3 separate regions of the Mus musculus genome follow, and regions 2 and 3 are each linked to region 1. The links are chromatin contacts, called in public HiChIP or PLAC-seq and promoter capture Hi-C maps. All regions are on one chromosome and are shown on one strand. The core of a region is the stretch at or near the end of the contact, and the rest is flanking DNA. Distances in the headings are between cores, read along the strand shown.

Evidence for each region. HiChIP or PLAC-seq counts read pairs in DNA pulled down with a chosen protein or histone mark. Capture Hi-C pulls out chosen DNA fragments and counts their contacts.
Region 2: a promoter capture Hi-C map of liver shows a contact between it and region 1, with 2.6 times the contacts expected there. The contact joins the promoter of Nfatc2ip here to the promoter of Sec23ip in region 1. A contact is called at or near these places in 2 of 39 promoter capture datasets (hippocampal neurons and liver) and 2 of 9 other capture datasets (adipose tissue and liver).
Region 3: an H3K27ac HiChIP or PLAC-seq map of embryonic stem cells shows a contact between it and region 1, with 3 times the contacts expected there. The contact joins the promoter of Plekha1 here to the promoter of Sec23ip in region 1. A contact is called at or near these places in 4 of 39 promoter capture datasets (the 3T3-L1 cell line, hippocampal neurons, liver and 1 more), 1 of 484 Hi-C or Micro-C datasets (B cells), 3 of 115 datasets of contacts at active chromatin or transcription factors (astrocytes, bone marrow-derived dendritic cells and embryonic stem cells) and 2 of 9 other capture datasets (embryonic stem cells and macrophages).

The regions. Positions count from the first base shown.
Region 1 is chr7:128,742,504-128,747,163 of GRCm38.p6, forward strand. It overlaps Sec23ip (Sec23 interacting protein), which reads left to right and starts at 2,367. Exons shown (of 19, transcript NM_001029982.2): 1 at 2,367-2,675. The coding sequence starts at 2,519.
Region 2 is chr7:126,393,935-126,398,594 of GRCm38.p6, forward strand. Nfatc2ip (nuclear factor of activated T cells, cytoplasmic, calcineurin dependent 2 interacting protein) reads right to left here and starts at 2,803. Exons shown (of 8, transcript NM_010900.3): 1 at 2,422-2,803; 2 at 2,008-2,080. The coding sequence starts at 2,781.
Region 3 is chr7:130,863,177-130,867,836 of GRCm38.p6, forward strand. It overlaps Plekha1 (pleckstrin homology domain containing, family A (phosphoinositide binding specific) member 1), which reads left to right and starts at 2,548. Exons shown (of 13, transcript NM_001346515.1): 1 at 2,548-2,807. Gm5602 (a long non-coding RNA gene) reads right to left here. Exons shown (of 4, transcript XR_869992.3): 2 at 2,971-3,537.

The DNA.
Region 1 (4,660 bases), core at 1,117-3,616:
GGATTAGAAGGTGTGGTCCTGTTGGAGGAGATGTGCCATGGAGGCAGACTTAGCTTCAGAAACCTCCCGCCACTCAGTGTGCACTCTGCCTTCTGTTCTCAGATGATGATGTGAGGTCTCAGCTGTTCCTGTCACCATGCCTTTGCCCTGACATCGGAGACTCTGACCCTATAAAGTCATAAACCCAATTAAAATCTTTATAAGTTTTCTTAGTCATAGTATTTTATCACAACGATAGAAAAGTAACCATGACAGATGATATCACCACTGCATTCATCCATTCTTTCAGTAGAGAGAGTAGCCATGTTCTTGGAACCGAATGAGGGAAATTTCATATTTTAACTCTGTGCCTCATAATAAACAAATTAAAGCTATGTGTTAAGATATCTGGCTTTAGAGAGGCTATCATCTATCTATCTATCTATTATCTATCTATCTATCTATCTATCTATCTATCTATCTATCTATCTATCATCTATGCATTTAGCCTTAGTTTCCTTGGAACTCACTATGTAGCCCAGGCTGAGCTACATCTCCAGTGCCTATCGATGGATCCTTAATTGGGAAGAGTGCAGTCAAGAAGGGACCTGATTAGAAGAAGTTCACTCAGCCAGGGCAGTGGTGGCACACGCCTTTAATCTCAGCACTTGGGAGGCAGAGGCAGGCAGATTTCTGAGTTTCAGGACAGCCAGGGCTACACAGAGAAACCTTGTCTTGAAAAAACAGACAAAAAACAAGAAGAAGAAGAAGAAGGAGGAGGAGGAGGAGGAGGAGGAGGAGGAGGAGGAGGAGGAGGAGGAGGAGGAGGAGGAGGAGGAGGTGGTGGTCACTCAGTCACTCAGGGCATGCCCTTAAAAGGTATATCTCATTCTGGGCCCTCTTCTGTCCCTTTTCTCATCTTAATTGTTATTTTAGTTTTTTTTCCCCTTCCTGTTATGGTTTAAAATAAAAAAAAATCATATGTTGAAGTTAATTATGCAAAGTGATGGTTTTGGAATTTAGGCCTTTCTCTCTCTCTCTCTCTCTTCTCTCTCTCTCTCTCTTTTTATTCGAGACAGGGTTTCTCTGAATAACCCTGGCTGTCCTGGAACTCACTTTGTAGACCATGCTGGCCTTGATCTCAGAAATCCGCCTGCCTCTGCCTTCCAAGTGCTGGAATTAAAGGTGTGCAACACCACAGCAGGGCTGGTCCTCTGGGATCCCTGCACTCATAAAGAGGTTTGAAGCCCTAGTTCTCAAGTTTCAACTTTAGTTTTTCTTCCTCAGGGAAGCTTTTTCTTCCTTAAGTTTTTCGCTAATGATCTGATGGAGAGAGATACATGCTCGCTCTTCCTAGAATGTTTAGATCTCTGTCCCCAGATGATGTCAGTGTTCCAGGAAACACACTTAAGGAAAGCCTGCCATTTATATTATTTTGTGTTTAGTTGATTGTTTTGCCAGATTGTAAACCCAAAAAGGAAGGATTTCAGGTCTGTTTCATATATCACTCTCTGGTATATGGTTCTCAGCCTTGCTTCTTTATGATAAAGAGAATTTTCTTGACCAACTTCTAGTCTAGCATGGCTTTTAGCAGTTTGAGGCCATGTTATCTATGACTCACCAGAAGTTTCCCCATTACTAAGCTCTGTACTTCTTGGCCCCGTTGAAATGCTTGTCGAGGTAAACTCAACACTGCCAGAATTTAATGTTTTTATTCCAGCCAAAACCTGGTAGTAGGCAGATAGGTCCCCAAACCCTAAATTACAGCAGTAACTCTAGAATGTTGCAATTATACATCTTTTCTCTGCCCCTTTGAAACATAAATCGTCTACCACTTGGAACTGCCTTACCAAAGGCACTTTTTGTTGATGCACACATTCAAGGAGATAGTAGCCTGGAGTGGTGGCACACTCCTTTTAAGCTCTTGGGAAGAAGAGGCAGACAGACCTCTTGAGAATTCCAGGCAACATCATGAAAACGTAACTGAAAAAAAAAAAGGAACCCAGCCGATAATAATTCTTACTTCCAATTCTTATGACCGCCTGTCATAAAGATATAAGAATTGCAGTGTGTGGTGGTATTAATCTCAGAAATGGAAGAGCTGAGGCAGGAGGATAAAAAGTCAGTCTGGGCAGCATAGAGAGATCCTGCCTCGCAAGCAAGCAAATAAACCAACCAACCAAAAACAGATACTCCATGAGAAACTCAGGGCGTCCAGGACATCTCAGAATCTGCGACTTCGAGCGTCAATTAACGCTAGGATTCATCGGCCACACCTCTCTATTCTATGCTGTGATTCCAGAGGCTGACCCAGTCTCGCGAGACCGAGGCTGTCACGTGATAGGCTTGGGTCTGAAGCCGATTCCACCTTATTGATTTTGGGCGGCGTCAAATTCCGGAAGAAAACCGATCCCGGAGTCGCTGGCCTGTGGCACCTGTGCGCAAGTGCGGAAGTGCGGTGGCATCCTCGCTAACCGGTTTCCGGTCTGTGTGCAGCACCGGGCTCGCAGAGCCACGTAACGGCCGGGGGTCTGCAGCCATGGCGGATAGGAAGGCTAACGGCGGCGGAGCGTCCGCCTCCTCGTCAGGCACTAACTTACTCTTCTCCTCCTCGGCCACGGAGTTCAGCTTCAACGTGCCCTTCATCCCCGTCACGCAGGCCGCCGCCTCCCCGGCTTCCCTGCTCTTACCCGGAGGTAGTGAGCCGAGGGCGCTTGGGGGCCAGTGTCTGTCCCGGGAGGCGGGTGGGACAGGAGTGTCGCCTGCTCTGAGTCGCTTGCCAGGGTCAGCAGTGACCAGCTTTCAGAGGGCCAGGGACTGGAGGATCCTGGAGGAGGGGCTCCGGTGATGAGGCTTGGAACTCCTGTCATTGCGCAACTGTTTGTTGAACACCCACTGGTGTGCTGGTGCTGGCAGAAAACGCAGCTAAATTAGACAGTTACCCTTTGCTAGAATCCGAAAGCTGCTCTCTTACTGGGAAACACCGGTGATAGGGTAGGACATCACCTAGGAGACAGTAAGTTTCTCCAGAGGAGACAATGCCTCTCTTGTAGAGGACTATACACTCTCTCCTAGTAAAAGCCCCCCCGTTACACTTTTGATTAAGCTCTGTGTATATCTGGGAAGGCTGATTTCTCTCTCTCTCTCTCTCTCTCTCTCTCTCTCTCTCTCTCTCTCTCTCTCTCGTTTGTCTCTGTCTCTCTTTCTCGTCTGTCTCTCTCTGGTGGTTTGGAGCACAGACTGTGTTCAGACCCGGCACTGCCATTAACTTGCTGTGTGGCCTCAGTCATGACATTTTACCTGTCTGCTTAGATTTCATGTTTTCAGCTCCTATCCCTGGGTTTGAGAGCAAGGTCTCTCTGTGTAGTACTGACTGTCCTAGAACTCACTGTGTAGATCAGGCTGGCCTCAAACTTAAAGGATCCACCTGCCTCTGCCTCTCTGCCTCTGAGTGCTGGGATTAAAGGCATTCGTCACTATACCCTGTCTCATTTTTGTAGAGTTCTATATCTAGTGTCCCACACGTATTGTTGTGTAAATACTTGTGAGCTAAGTACTCTGCCCCTCCATGTGGACTGTGAACTTCTTACCTCTTTTCATTTTCAGGGTCCTGTTTTTTAGTGCCTAGCACACAGGTGCTTGTTAGGTGCTGAGCTTTCCCCACCAAATAATTCCTCCTTGGAGGACTAAGGGGAGTTTCCCGCAGAAGGGAAGAAAGACAACTGAAAGCATGTGTATCTGCAGTGTCTCCTTTCTGTCATGTTTCTTCTCGGTGCTCGTAACTGTCTGACAGGTACATATGCCCGCTTACCCTACCAGGCCAGGGTGTAAGCTTTGTCAAAGCAGGGGCTGGCCCGATGCCTGGAATGCAGACTACAGAATTTCTAGTGGGAGTTTGCTGAGCGACTGGGGGGATGGATCCACGAGTGCCCCTGCCTCATGGAAGCGGTGTGACTGAAAGGTTCAGTGATGCTTTCTTTGGTGAAGAATTGTGGCTGGACCAGAGTACTGTGGAAGGGTCCAGGAATCAGTAAGGTCGTGCCTTGGGTTTTTCAGATTGTTCTCGGCCTCCAGAGTGGTGTTTGATGCACGCTCGTTTTCCTTGATGTATGATATTTAATTTGTGTGTTATTGTCGGTGCTTGACATTTCTATTCTCTTCTTCATTTTCTTGTTAATTTTCTGTTCATTACTGTTTTTCTGCCTGTGTGTCTATGTGGGGGTGTGGGACCCCCTGGAACTGGAAGTTACAGACAGTTGTGAGCCGCCATGTGGGTGCTGGGAATTGAATCCAGGTCCTCTGGAAGAGCAGCCAGTGGTCTTAACCATTGAGCCATCTCTCCAGCTCAACATTTCTGTTTTCAGCTTTAAGATAAGTATATCAGTCTTTAAGGTTTATTCATTTATTAATTACTTTTTGAGACATGGTGTCATTTTGTAGCCCAGGGTAACCCAGAACTTGTGGCAGACCTCTTGTCTTAGTCCCCAGGTGCTGAGACTACAGGCATAAGCCACCACTCCCAGCTTTATATTTTAAAAGCTTCTTAAAAGTTTATTTTTACTATTTTAAAAAATGTGTACTTGGGTATGTCTATCTTTGTGTCCATATACATGAATGTAGTTGCTCTCAGAGGCCAGAGACTTTGACCGTGCCTGGAGCTGGAGTTACAGGTGGGTGTGAG
Region 2 (4,660 bases), core at 1,553-4,052, 2.3 Mb before region 1:
ATTTTGGCTGTCAGAACAGAGAGGAAGTGCTTTAGAGAGTGCTACTGACAGCTAGTGATTAGAGGTCAGGATCCTAAAATTGCTTCCTACAATGTCCCCTACAACAAAGAATTTTCCAATCTAAGTTATCAGCAATGCTGAGGTTAAGAAACACTGTCCTAGAGGCTGGAGAGATGGCTCAGCGTTTAAGAGCACTGACTGCTCTTCTGAAGGTCCTGAGTTCAAATCCCAGCAACTGCATGGTGGCTCACAACCATCCGTAATAAGATTTGGCACCATTTTCTGGTGTGTTGGAAGACAGCTACAGTGTACTTAAATATAATAATAAGTAAATCTTTGGGCCGGAGCAACCACATGATGGTTCACAACCATCTGTACAACTACAGTGCAGTCATATACATAATATATGTGTGTGTGCGCGCGTGTGTGTGTGTGTGTGTGTGTTTGTTGTTTGTTTGCTTGTTTTGGTTTTTCGAGACAGGGTTTCTCTGTGTAGCCCTGGCTGTCCTAGAACTCACTCTGTAGACCAAGCTGGCCTCAAACTCAGAAATCCACCTGCCTCTGCCTCCCAAGTGCTGGGAATAAAGGCATGCGCTACCACTGCCTGGCTATAAATCTTTTTAAAAAGCAACAACAACAACAACAAAACTACAAAACTTATAAAAAAAAAAGAATGAAAGAAAGAAAGAAAGATAAAGGAAAGAAAGACTGTCCTAACTAAATATGGCAGCTGCTGTAGGGCTGACAGCCTGCTTCTTTTTTTCTTTAAGATTTATTTACTGGGGAGGGAGGCAGGGGCATTGTTCATGCCATAGCATATGTGTTGGCAGCAGAAGACAACTTTCTCTCCTTTTATCCCGTTTCTGAGTCAGTGTCTCCCCTGTTATTTTTGCCACTGGGTGTGTGAGCTTCCAGCAGTGTTCTCCTGTACCCAGTATGAGTGGCATCATTACAGGTGTATGCCACCCCATCTTCTTCTTATATGGTAGTTAGGTATCAGGTTTGTGTGGCAAGTGCTTTTACCCACTGAACCATCGCCCCAACTCCAAGTCTACACTTTTAAAACCCTTCCTAAGATACCCTGCACATGGATATCTTTTCTATCATGTCACACTTCTACATTCCAGGTGCTATCCTAACCACGGATGTGGCAAATAAAATATACACAAAATCCTTTTAGTTCTCACCAAAAATCTTTAAGATAGGTCCACTATTATCCCCATTCTCCTCATGAGGAAAACTTGCTCAAAGTCACACAGTTATGAAGGATTCAAATACAGGCCACAAGACTCCTGAGCCTGTTCTCAATCAGCCTACCACACGCCCTCACCTAACAGAAAGGAGTCTTAGTTCCAGGTCTTTGCAGACTGTTATCACTCCCCTATTAGCCTTGACTCGTAGTCACTGGCCTTATTAAAGGGTTTGCAAAAACTTATCAGTAGAGAATAAAGAATGGGCAGTTCTGATAAAGTCAAAGAAACACTCTTCTGGCTCCAAAGTGTTCCCAAGGAATGGAACACTGTAGGAGTGTAACAAGATGTCACAGAGTCTCAGAACTCCCTTCACCCCTATTATGATAACACAGATCAAAATGTCAAGGGTAGGTACCTCAAACTTCACTCTAACATATCCATATGCCCGTTAGGACCCGAAGAGGGGAAGGGGTGGACATGGCTATTAAGTAGGTTCCTGTGACTTCTGATTAATGAACCAGCATCTTTATGGACCATAACTTTCCCCTATCTCAGACTCAGGAGTCCATTTTCCCAATACCACTTAGAATCAAAATTGTGTGTCAACTGGATAACACTTGAGCATCATTCTCCAGACCCTAGATACCACTGAAGCACAGAGAAAAGGGGTGGGGGTGGGGGCAGGGGGACGGAGGGTGCTGGAGCGAGGGGGGGGCGCGGGGGGGGGGGGGAGATATCACTGACTACAGGGATGTAAACTCTAGGAAGTCTCAGAGAAGCCAGTGCAGGGTACTCCCGACAAACCCACTCTTACCATCTTCAGGCTCTGAAGGGCACAGTTTCAAGAGGGATGAATTATCTGGAATGAGGTTGAGGCTGCTCTGTACCTACGAAGACAAAAGGGGGAAGAGGAGGTGGGTCTCACATCCTGCCAACCCTACTTAAGACAAGAATGGCTCTTCCCTCGATTCCAGCACTTGTCTTCTCTAAGGACTCCAATCCCTGAAGCGCATCTAGAAGGCCAGCTTCCCTCGATCGTCCCTCGATCTCTCTCAGCCTCCCTCTACCCGAAGATACAATCCCAGATAACTCCATACATCTAACATTACCGACCCCCTCGTATCTCCAATCTAAAAGTATTCATCACACACACACACTGCCCCAAGCCAAACCCGCCACGCCAGTCTTAGCACTCCCCCAACAACCCTCCTTGGGGACCTTGCTGCACCTTCCCGGAGTACACTGGGACCACCGGCGCCTCTCCGGGATCCAGCAGCCGCCGCCGCCGCCGTCGCACCAATGTACGCGGGGCTCCCGCAGGCCCCTCGGCCGCCCCTTCACTGTCACTGTCGCTGTCCTGCTCAGGTTTAGCCGGCGCGGGGAGGCGGGCGACCGGCACCTCTACTGGGTCTGCGACTTCCAAGACCTCTTCGTCGCTGTCACTGACCAAGTCCACAAGCACGGTGTCTGGAATGAGCCTAGCCGGAGACTGCCGGGCGCGAGGACACCGGCCACGGGCGCCTCGGGCTCTCCGAGCGCCTCGGCCACCGCGGGACCTCGGACCACGTCCCCTCAGTGGTTCCGCCATCTCCCACACTGCTTCCACAAACACCGGCCTCTACACAGTCACCGGCCCACCGTATTAGCGTCTGTCCCTTTCATTGGACGAACAGCCTGCCGGTCATCATCTCTTCCCGCCCACACGCTCTGGATCCGCCTATCCACGTTCTCATTGGTCTACTTACCTGTCTATCACCTACCCTCCACTAAAACAAAGGCGCCAAAGATTCCAATCTCTTTGGTACAATCAAAAAAGGTTTCGATTCTGTACAGTTCATCCATTGGCTAAATTTCCTCCTGACCCAGCCTTCCCCAGGGCCCGCCCATTAGAGAAATCCATTTTCCTGGTTGGTGAAAGACTGGCGCATCCTGGGAATTGTAGTCCTCATTCTCGGAAGCCACAGAAAAAGCCTTGTGGAACTAAGGTTAGAAGCTGAAGATCTTGGGCTGTGGATTCCTTTTGTGTCCTCAACCTCTGTGTGGCAGGAGTTCCATTCCACACTAAACACCTTCATGCATGTCACCTCTGAAATACTCTACAAACACAATATCAAAACAATATATGTCATAGCACAGCACAACTCAGAAACACTTTTTAAGACAATTACAAATTAAAATAAGAGACTTACTTCCCTGTTGCAAAGAAAAGAGGCTTCCTTCTGGCTCCTCTTTCCTGATCATTGAAATATGAATGCTTCTCGGTTTACAGCGGGGTTACTCTTGATAAAGGCCTTGCTGCCGCTTATCTGCACAATGTACTACAGAGCACCAGGGTTCATGCTCGTGATTGTAGACTGACTGGGAGCTAGCTGCGCTTTCCAGCAACATGCTATGCACACTTAGCTCGTTTGGGAAACAATACAACTTCAAAACTCAGAAAGGTCTGAATTCTGAGAGGTCTTTGATGGTTTAATGTTTGTCTGCTGGTCAATACCCTGCTGGCATTCACTCATGCATGTGGAAATTAACTGAAAAAAATGTAAGTACTGTCAGTACCATGGTTGTGCATATGCTAATCCTTCTAATGTCTTAATAAACCCCTTGCCTTTTCACAACTCAGCAATTCAAGGTAGAGTCTTCTCTTTGAAATGCAGACATCACTGGGCAGTGGTGGCACAAGACTTTAATCAAGCACTTGGGAGGCAGAGGCAGGCAAATCTCTGTGAGTTCAAGGCCAGTTTGGTCTACAGAGTGAGTTCCAGGACAGCCAGCACTGCACAGAAAAAGCCGGTCTCAACCGACCCCCCCCCCTAAAAAAATCAAACTGGGGAAACCAGATCCAAGAACTTATCAGGTAGGCCAGACCAAGAGTATGACTTCCTCATAAGGAGCCCATAAAGTGATGGATGCCTGCCACTGAGATGGTATGCCTCCACAATATCCTGTCGCCTGATACCCGATGACTAAATCATAGACTGATAAGCAGAGGGTTCTCTGACTTTCTCTGGAGCTTAGCTTGCCTCAGTTTCCCACTGTTGCCTGGCCTGCTCAGCTGCCTACCCCTACCCCTGCTCTCCTGACCCAACCTGGACTTAAAGCCACCATTTCCTGCTTTTGAATCCTGGTTCCAGCAGCTCCCTCCTGTCACTGGCCTGATTAGTTATCAATGCAGACTCCATCAGTTCACTTCTGAGACCTTTTGAACTCTAATGTAGCCCTTTCTGTTTATTCTGTAAATCTTATATATGCAGGGAGATATAATTTGCTGTCTGTTGTGTCATGTGAGAGTTAATATTAGTAATTATGATTGGGATAAAAGAACATGCATTCACCTTGGCCAGATCACTAAAATAGGTGGATCGTGTGTGACAAATTGCTGCCATTAAGACCACTGACATTTGTGAATTTATTGTTAGTAGATTCTGTTACTGAAAAGACACAAACGGGCTGGAGGGATGGCTCAGCAG
Region 3 (4,660 bases), core at 1,298-3,797, 2.1 Mb after region 1:
GTAAATAATATGTGAGTGCTGCAAAGGAGAAAAAGTAAGGCACAAAGGTTCAGGGTGTTCCTGGGGAAGGGAAGTCAGAGACCGTATCAAAGAGGAAAATGACAGTTGGGAGGTGGAGGCAGGCAGATGTCTGTGAGTTCGAGAGCAGCAAAGTCTACAGAGTGAGTTCTGCTACACAGAGAAACCCTGTCTCAAAAACTAAAAACAAAAGTAAAAATGAGAGGGGGGCGGGGAGGAAAATGACACCCAGTAGCACCAGATGCGTTTGGACTAGTCTCCTGGCTTGTGTACCCCGGTCTGCTTGGCTCTATCAGAGGGGCTGGTATCTTGCTGTTAAGTGTGTAGAAAGAAACCAAGGAGTATTTAGAATAAAACACCCAAGTACTTCATCCGTGTGAAGTATGGTGATGACGGGGCAGCGATGCTTCAAAGGTACTTTGAAGTTTACAAAGCCTTCGGTCCAGACTGGCTCTGGGAAGTATTCTAGCGTGCCTCTGCTCTTTCACTCCGTCCTCTTTCATTTGGTTTGCTGTCAGACTTAATCTCAGCATAGGAATATCTCACATGCTTACACTTTTTTCTTAAGTAACAGCGAAAGTACTTATGTTATATAATGAACTGAAGAAAGGGGGGTAGGGCAGAGGAAGAGCAGAGAGCCTTTTATCTTCTATACCTACCCTTCTTTCAGCCTCTGAACTTAAAGGCACATCAGGAATTCTCAAGTTTTGGCTGGACCCCAACCTCAAAGTAGCCCGGAGAATACTTCGGCTGTGTGTCATTGGGCAAATTGAATCCCTTCTCTGGTTTCTGTCACTGTGCATACATTTAACTCTCAGTGCCAAATAAGCTTTAGGATTCATTATGTGATTGCACACTGCTTAGTCAAATGGTAACGACAATCAGGAGAATGGCTCTCTCGTCCAACGCAGAGGGGGTTGATAGAGAGGCTCACGGCTTCAGGGTTAGGGATTTCCCATCACGAAAAGACACTGAACTTGAATTTGACTTTTAGATTGTGTTGGTTGAACTTAATTGCTAACTTGATGTGGGGGGTGGGTGAGGGGAGGGGGAAGAGAGGGAGAGGGAGAGGGAGGAAAGAACTCAGGGCATGTCTGTGAGGGAATTTCCAGAGTTTACCTGAGGAGATAAGACCCGTCCTGAATACGGGCCAGATGCGCTCTGACTGACCCTCATTCTTCTGTTACCGTACCTACCCTACCAGGATGAACCATGCAGACCCTCAACCTGTGAGCCAGAATAAGCCCATCCTAACTTAATTGCTTTTCTCTGTTACAGATTTGCAAACAGCCAATTCGTTATGTACATTCTAATCACTCCCAATGGAATCTCCTAGGGCTCCAAGGGCTGAAAAGCCAGGAATTTCTTTCAGATCTTCAAGCCAAGGAAAGTTAGCTCAAAAAACCTGAGAAAATCAGGTGACATTTGGATTTTTATGTGAAAACTTTTTTTAAAACTTCATCTATACATTCAGTTAAATCAGCAAAAGCCCAGTGCATGGGCCAAATGAAAGGGCTGCGCTGGCAACTCTATGGACTCTTTCAACCAGTCTGTAGATAAGGAAAGGAGTCTTCTTGCTCCCACCTGAAGAAGAGCCAGATGGCCCTCAGCAAGGCTGTGTAGCTGAGATTTCTAAGAAGGTAAGGTGCTGATCGTCTTCGATGTTGGAGATTTGAGGTGGAGAGTCAGCACGGGCAGTTTGCCAGTTCTACCCCTCCAGTCTCTCATCTAGCATAGCCTAGTTGTCCCACGTACACGACAGAGGAACCTTGTCATGAGAAAGGTTGATAAAACACTCTCAAGTGAGAGGGCATGATCCCCAGCTGTGCAGGATACAAACCCCCAAACGTTTATTGAGAGCCTCAGTGTGTGTCACTCACTGGGAAAAGTGGGGTATGTAATTCTCTCCCAGTTCTTTTGCATGTTTAAATATCTCACCTTCTTCAGGTTTCAGCTGAAATATCTCTTCCTTAGAGAATGCTGCTGGACAGGACATCCTCTCTGAAGCCTGCCTCCCTATCTCTATCTCTGAAGCTCATTCTTTTCTTCCACTTATTAAAATGTATAAGGATTGTATTTTGTAAAGGGCTAGCTCCCCTTATGAAACACAGGCTCCACGAGGGCAGGGACTTCATACACTGAGGTTGCTCAACAAATAGGCTGAATATTTTAAAATATCTCCTTGAAAGAGTTTTGAGCAATCCTTTTAAATTTCCTTGGCCTCTTGCATTAATACCACTATTTTAAGGATGAGGTGAAATTGCATTTTGAGAAAGAAATGGTTAGGAGCAAAAAACTGGTGCACAACCAGTGAATTTTATGTTTCTTGTACCCACTATGGGACAGCTTGCAAATTATCTGCAAAGGAACCAAACCTATTTTTAAAGATCCCTGTGCCTCGCAGCTCTAGGTGATGACATCAGAGAACCTCTAGTTCCACGTCCTAAGCCGAGCCTCGTGGTCCTCAAAAACTGCAAGCCCCAGGATGCAGCGCGGCATGGGGAACCCAGCGCCCCGCGCGCGGCCGCGAGCCACCACCCTGGAACTAGGAAGACGCCCGATTCCTTTGCCCGCCACGCCGCCGGGCGTGCGCGGAGCCTGTCGGGACTTGTAGTGTTCGCGGTAGGGAGTGCCCGCTCCGGAATCTCAGTCGCTGTCTGGTCTGGTAGAGGCAGCGCGTGCACGCGTGCGCAGTGCGCGGGCGGGCCGTCGTGGGCGCCGCTCCCGGCAGCTGGGTGCCTGAAGGAGCCGGGACCGCGGTGGCGCGGGTGCTCCGGGCGGAGGCCGCGGTAAAGTGGGGCATGAGGTGTGCAGCTCGGGTGTGCGTGTGTGGAAGGGGAAAGCGGGGCGAGGAAGGCAAGGCTGAGGCGGCCACCGGCTGCTGAGGGGGGCGCGGGGCCGCGCCTCCTCGCGCGTCCGCGGGCGCGCGCACCTGGGCGAGGCCGGACTCACCTGTGCGCGGGTTCCTCTGCGCCCGACGCCAGCCCTGCGGGTCCCCGCCAAGGCCCACAGCCCCTGGTGTCCTCGCTGCCGTCGCCGTGGCTCGGCCCCTGTCGGGGATCCCGGTGGCGACGCCTGTCGGAGCGGCGCGCCTCCAGGGCCGTGTCCGCCCCATCCGCGCCGCTCGCTCCCGCACAGCCCGGCTTCCCCGCGTGTGCGGACCGAGAGAGTGGCAGGGTTGGGAGTGCCCTGGCCAAGGTCAGGCGGGTGGGACCCGAGAGGCGCCTGAACTCTGGGTTCGGGACTTGGAAGAGGGCTGCCCTGCTCGGCTTCTGGTTCCTTTCGGATGCTTTCTATTGACCCTCCCGGGAGAGTGTCCGGGGAGAAAGTGGTGTCAGGTTGAAAGCGCCCTGCTGCTGTTCGCGGTGCTCCGCTTTTGGTAGAATCCTCGTTCTGCTCGACACCCAAGCTGAGGCTCCACCGAGGGCCGAGTAAATTCAGAAACTGATGTTGTCTGGGACCGAGTCCCGAGGACAGGTTTAAGGAACAGATACCAGGTAGTTTATGGCATTTCGTTTTCTAGTTCGCCTTCCCGTTCTTTCTAATACTTGCTTGGATGAGTTGGTCGTTATCTATCTTAATAAGATTTTCTGTACTCTTGTGAAGTCGTATTGCCCTTTGTAAATTAGTTTTCTAACCAGAAAAGCTTATTTCCTGTGTGTTTAATGACCGGAACAAATAGCCCACTCCAAGGTTTATACCATTGTCTTAAGACTGTAGAGTGATCTGCTCTCTAGCTTCCAGGCTTTTTACGTTGACGGCCACTGGACGAATCTGTAGCGAAGTTTAGAAGAGTGTTAAGTGACTCAGACGCTTTGGAAGTAAAATGAAAAACCATTTTTAGTTTACAGCTGGAGATGAACTATTATTTCAAAAATAGTAACACGAATTTTGAATACAGTGCGTCTTAGTTTATCTTACCAACAAACTTGTGGCAAACCATTTTCCCTCAAATTTAAATATTCCATATTCTGGACCAACTCTTCTACAGAAAGTTGATTTTCTTCTTTAAGAGCAGAGATAAACAAGAATAGTAAGTCAGCAGAAATCAAATTAATAGCTTATTTTATAGTGTTATAAACCCTACCCTGTGCCAAATGTCAGATTTCTATTGAAAAATAACACTGTTTCAGTGGACATACTGTGAATCTGTGCTTGTAAAGAGTCACTAGCTTGCCACACACAGCAGGGAAGTGATATACATGTTGCCTTCTGTCTCCCTTTATCTTGTTGGCTTCTGGTTTCACTGTTGCTGTTGGGGGGCGGGGAAAGCAGCAGGTTTGTATCTTTTTTTTTTTTGTCTTCTGTTTGGGTTTAGCAGTGTAGCAAAATAGGAAAGACTGTGCTGTGTACATCTGTTTGGCGGAGACTGAGACAGTGGGACAGGATAAGTATACAATTGTGAGGAAACGGCCATGAGTTCATAAGCAGGAAGGACCTTTTTAGAAGTATTTAAGGATGTTAAGAATAGCATTGGATTCTTTAAACAGTTACTGTGGGCAGTATTCAAAGATAGGATAAGATGCCTAGGGCAATAGGAAGATACTTGGGAAAGGTGGAAACTTACATCTTTATGTGAGCTTTGCTGCTGAAAAACTGACTACTGGGCCTAAGGAAGTTCTTTACTGTTATGCCACTACTC